Linked DNA regions of Oryctolagus cuniculus: region 1 is linked to region 2. Evidence: chromatin contacts called from public Micro-C data. All regions are on one chromosome and are shown on one strand. The core of a region is the stretch at or near the end of the contact, and the rest is flanking DNA. Distances in the headings are between cores, read along the strand shown. Region 1 holds the start of CLIC1 (chloride intracellular channel 1). Region 2 holds the start of NEU1 (neuraminidase 1).

Region 1 (2,700 bases), core at 178-2,677, 210 kb before region 2:
GCTCCCCCGGTTCCTGGATTCCAGAATGAGATGGAGTCTGAGTACAGAAGTGGGGCGAGATTAGAAGGCAGAACTCCAGCTTACGACACCTCCATCCACGCAGTCTCTGGCAGCTGGGTCCTCAGAGGTGGGGGGCCCTGCATGGAGGGCTGCCCTGGAACTGGCAAGTGGTGATCTCATCCCCCCAGGGACACCTCCCCCCAGGCTGAGGGTGATTCATCTCTGTGTCTCCGGCCTCAGCAGCTTCCTTCCTGACAAGGAAGTGGTGGGGGCAGGGACCTGTGAGGCCGAGGCCTGAGCAGCTAAGGCCACCCCTCCAGCCCCCAGCCCCAGGTCCCCCTGCCAGGGGTCTCCTCAGGCTCCAGATAATCCTCCTGACACAGGACTCAGGGCCAGGACCTCTGCGGGCAGCCTCACCCAGGCGGAAAAAGAGCCCCGGAGGCCAGGTTGAGAGTGAGGTGGGGACCACACCTAAGGGGGCGGGCCCAGGGAGAGGGAATGGCTGCCGAAAGCAGAGGGAGAAACAAGAACACTCAAGGATGAGACGAACGAAAGGGGGAAGCAGAGAGAAAGGAGGCAGGGACGTGGAGGGTGGGGAGAAGGTGCCAATGGGGCGATGCGAACCGAGCAGAGCAGGGAGGAGGAGGGAGGGAGGAGCTCGGACCTCAGGTCCCAGGCCGGGAAAGAATGCGGGGCTGGGCGGGGGTGGGGAGTGGGGCGGACCCAGACAAGGCTGTGCGAGGTGTTGACACGCAGTTGCCGTGAGACCACCTCTCTTCATCCTAAACCCCCCCCTCCCCACGGGGAGGACAGAGTTGGGGCGAGTCTCCAACAACTCCCATATCTGGAATGCCCTGACCCAGCTCTCCCTACCTAACCTCAGGGCAGCTCCTGCGGAACTCAGCCCCTGGCCACCGGCTCCCCTCTGCCGCTTCCCCAGTCGTGTAGCTAGCTGTTCCGTGTCACGCCTTGCTTTCCAGCCCTGCCCCGTGAACTCCACTCCCATTCTCCTCTCCCGTTCCTTCCACCGCACCAGTTCTTCCCAGGCCAACCTCCTCCTGGACCCCCGCACCTGCCGATCTTAGCTGCCCTTCCCAAACCCTGCCGGCCCCCGCCCCCTCCCCACCGTCTCACTCCTGGGAACTCTCCCTTTCCCGTGCCTTCCTCCATCTCTTTGACAAACTTTGCAGGGTTTATTCTACAACTCCCATTCCCCGCTCAAAGTTAATGGGCTTCTCCTTCCGCACGCACACCACAAAGACTGCACGTGGAATTTGGGGTAGGGGTGAAGGAGGGAAGGGGTGGAGAGTCGGAGCTGGATCTGGGGAAAGCCGAGAGTTGGCTTCCAGGAATTCGGCCGGGGCCCAGAGAGAGGAGGTGTTCTTTACCTTCACGAACAGTTCGACCTGTGGTTGCTCTTCAGCCATGGTTGCGTCGGGGACCAGGAAGCAGCAGTCGCTGGGGGAACTGGGAGGGGCCGGGACCAGGGAAGGCGGTCTCACGGTCGGGGCTTCTCTTCCCTCAGACCAAGGGCAGTCCCTTCAGCGCCACACAAGCCTGATCAAATCCTCTCCCTCCAGACACAGCCTCCCCACCGGCCCAGTGCACCCCACGCCCAGCTTTGCCAGCTCGGTCCCCTCCTGGGCTGGATCAGAGAGCCGCTGACTCACCGGCCAGCCCCGCCCTGAACCTGGGGAGGGGACTGGAGGGGGCGGGACTGGGAGACCTAGGGAGTGGGTCCAGAGGGGAGGTACTTCTAAAGATCAGAAATGGGGAGGAGGAAGAGGGTCCTGGGAACTCTTTCTCTGACCTCTCCTGAACACACATGGCATTTTTTTCCTGCCTCAGTTTCCCTGCTTCATTAATCAGCGGACAATCCCACTTCACCCTGGCTAACAGCTTGGGAACGCCCTTGAAGAGCCAGAGACAGGATCTTAGGACAGAAAGGTGGTCGTTCCTTCTGCATTCCTCCCAGGCGCCAGTCCTGAGTCTGGGTTGCTAGGACTGTGGCCTGGGAGGAGAACTTGGAAATGGCAGAGGGACTGGGAGTAGGGCACCGTGAAGGGTGGTGCAGAAGACGGGAAGGGAGAGAGGAGGCCTTGAGCTAGGGCACAGAGCGCTGAGCCATGAGGCTTCAGTGCAGGGGAGGCCTGCACCAGTTTTAGTGCTCCCAATTCTGCTCCCCATCCTGGGACCCCTTCTGGGCCCCCCATCCTCTCCTCCCTGGCTGGCTGCCTGGGGCATGAGGTGCATGCATGGGGTTATCCAGGATGGAGCTGCACTGACCCTGGGGGTGCGGTGCTATCTGGTCCTATCATGGGAATAAAGTAAAGATCAGACAGAGTGCCGTGAGTGGCATCCTGGGTACACACAAAGAAGTAGGAATGACAGAGGAAGGGAAGCACTCACCCTCCCCATCACCTTGATTGGGGAGGGTCTACCAAACTCTTATGACCTGCTTCCAAAAAAAAAAAAAAAAAGCCCTAGAATATATCCCCTAAAGAAGACCTATTCCAGCCTCCTTGTCCTGAGTTTCTCTTCTGTCCAAGCATCGTTTCTCTTTCTTCCTCACCTCCTTCTGCCTGATTAAAAAAAAAAAAAAAACCCGCAGTCCCAGAAACACCTGGGAGAACACGAGACCGTGGAAGCCAAACCGGCCTTGAAACGTAAAGAAGAGGAGGGAGTCTGGCGAGGAGTGGG
Region 2 (2,700 bases), core at 5-2,504:
GTGGAACTGGCACCTGTGGTTGGGCCATGGGGTCACCTGGTTTCCAGCAGTGGTCGCAGAGGGCTAGAGCCTAGGACGGTGTCCAGGGCGTAGATCCCGCCACAGGTAAGACTGTGCCATTTTACTAAATAAATATTTTTTGAATGAACATTCACTTATTGCCAATCCCAATGTCCAGATCACGGCCCTGGACGCCTTCCCTCCTCAGGTTCTTCCTACCCCTGGGAGCCCCTGAGCAGTGCGCGCTCCCCATGCATCCAACCCAGCACTTGCTCTTTGGATCCAAGCATCCTCATACCCTGGTCGGTGGACCTCCGCAGCGCGATGAACTTGGCCCCCGCGTCGGATGCCGACATTTTTCTGGCCTCAGCGAAGGCTAGGAGAGTGCCTTGAGGGGTGGCCGTGATGAGCGGGATGCGGAAAGTGTCCACTTCGCCGATCTGTTTCCCGCTCACCCACAGCAGCTGCTCCATGGTCACCAGCGGCTGCACCTGCCACGGGGAGGAGCAAGGGTCAACACGGACCAGCCTGAGTCAGGGTTCTGGGACCGACTCGGACTCGGGTTCTCAGGGGAGTGAGGGTAACTGGGATTCCCAGAAGCACTAGGGATCCTAGTGCAGGAAAGGGGAACCTGAAAAGAGAGTTTGGAGCGAGGCTGGTGGCTGGGAGCGGAAGAGGCGCCACGGGGAGAGAAGGAACGCGGACCTGGGGAGGAAGAGGGGCCGAGAGCGGGTGCGGAGCGGCCTCTAGAAGCGAGGGGCGTCCCATCGCGGGACCGGGCAGCGACCACCCGCGGCAGTAGGGATGGAGATTGACGAGGGGTGACTCACCAGGCTGAAGTCATTCTTAGCCCCAGCTTCGAGCCCGGCCAGAGTCAACAGCAGCTGGAAGAGAGCCGCAAACACCTGCGCCCTACCGCCTCTCCGCAAACCCAGCGTCCGCGGTGCCCAGGGTCCGGCCAGGAGCGCTGAGCCCAGCCGCTCGCCGGTCATCGCTTCCTCAGGCGGCCGCGACCCTCTCCGCGAAACTAGACATGGGCTGGAGCCGATCAGCTGACCCGGGCCCTTTAAACGCCGAGTTGTCACCCTCAAGCCCGCCCCGCGCCGAGCAGCCAGGCCGCGGGGCGCGCAGCCGCACCGCCGCGCCTCTAATTGGCCCGAAAGCATCCTGGCCCGCCCATGCGATTCGGTAGCGCCCGAGAGCGCGACCTCCTGAATGGTTCTCCCAAAGGCGCCGGAGCGCGTGACTCGGCGGAGAGCAAATTGACCCGCGCGAAGTTGGGCGGCATTCCTCCGTCCAAGCCTTATGATTGGCTATGGCACCCGGGCCACGTCACGAGGGGCGGGGCCGACTTTTAAAGAGCCGGCGCGAGACGGAGGGGGAAAAAGGCCGGACGTCTTGGAGTAGAAGTCACAGACTGAGAAACAAAAATCTCAATCTTTAATAAAATCTTTATACTACAAAATAGAGATCTGTGAGGCGAAGTGTGGCTGGGCGAGGGTACGGGCGGGTGCAGTCCTGGGTCAGGGCCAGGGCCCTCACTTCTTCCTCTTTTTGTCCCCCGGAGGCGCCTCGTTTTTCTTGCCCAGAATCTTCAGAAGGGATTTGGACATGTAATAGGGCCGGTCCCGGGAGCCGTCGTTCCGCTCCAGGTCTTCCACTGAGCCGCAACGAAGACGGGTTAGAAGGGGTGGGAAGTCCGTCCCCGCTCCCGCTGGGTGGGCCTGTGTGGCTCCCGGGTTTTTTTCTCCGGGTTTTGTGGACTGTAAGTGGGATCACCCTAGAGTGATGCTGAGGATAAACTGCAAACGCGCGGCACGGTGATGCACCCCGCGGGGTAAGGAGGCGCCCTCATTACAGCCACCTGCTGGGAAGTCCCCCTTGCGGCCCCTTAAGTGGGGAGGTTCGCTCTTTCCTTTCTTCCCAAACCCCTGGGCACAGGATGTCAGAAGGGACTCCCTCTGCCTCCCCTGGTTCACAAAACGCTGTTTCTGGAAACACCAAGTCTCTAGGAAACACCTGAACAGCCTGGAACCTTGAGGCTGGACTGGACAGGGGTGTTTGTTGTGTGTGTGTGTGTGTGTGTGTGTGCACAGGCAGGGTTGTCACTCATGGAAGCAGAGGAAGAGGGTGTCCACGGTGTGTGTGTGTGTGTGTGTGTGTGTGGCCGGGGTTGTCACTCACAGAAGCAGAGGAAGAGGGTGTCCACGCACATGCCAAAAACACTGAAGAAGCCACTGGCGATGACGTAGGCCCCCACGATGGAGGTCTGGAAGACAGAAAGCCCAATGGGGCTGCTAGGTTCCTTTGGAAAGTCGGGGTGTGCGGCAGAGGGGGCGGGGTCACTCACCATGATGGGCAGCCAGTAATAGTTGAGGTGGGGGTTCTCAAAGTCTTTACCCAGTCCCTGGATTCGGCCCGAGAAAAAAAAGAAGGCCAAGACCCCTGTGGGAGAGGACTAGAGGTTAGGGCTTTCCTCTGAGGCCGCCAGGCACCCCGACCCTCTGTCCCCACCAGGCTTGGCCTTGGCGCGTACCAACACCTCCGACCACCAGCAGCTTCCCAAAGAACAGCAGCAGGTCTGTGACTTTATCCAGGACCACCACCCTGTACCGGAAGTTAGGGCGAGTGGGGGGGGGGGGTGAGAGGCCGTGGTGGGGGTGGGTGCTGGGCTACATACGTCGCTCGACAGGTGCAAAC

Evidence for each region. Hi-C and Micro-C count contacts between places; a contact is called where the count stands out from the background.
Region 1: a Micro-C map of ear pinna shows a contact between it and region 2, with 2.8 times the contacts expected there. The contact joins the promoter of CLIC1 here to the promoter of NEU1 in region 2. A contact is called at or near these places in 2 of 6 Hi-C or Micro-C datasets (ear pinna and psoas muscle).

What each region holds. Positions count from the first base shown.
Region 1 is chr5:138,879,339-138,882,038 of mOryCun1.1, reverse strand. CLIC1 (chloride intracellular channel 1) reads right to left here and starts at 1,427. Exons shown (of 6, transcript NM_001082111.1): 1 at 1,389-1,427. The coding sequence starts at 1,427.
Region 2 is chr5:138,673,151-138,675,850 of mOryCun1.1, reverse strand. It overlaps NEU1 (neuraminidase 1), which reads right to left and starts at 1,254. Exons shown (of 6, transcript XM_002714312.5): 1 at 831-1,254; 2 at 299-491. The coding sequence starts at 1,166. It overlaps SLC44A4 (solute carrier family 44 member 4), which reads right to left. Exons shown (of 21, transcript XM_008262603.4): 18 at 2,537-2,607; 19 at 2,351-2,445; 20 at 2,185-2,269; 21 at 1,419-1,660. The coding sequence ends at 1,539.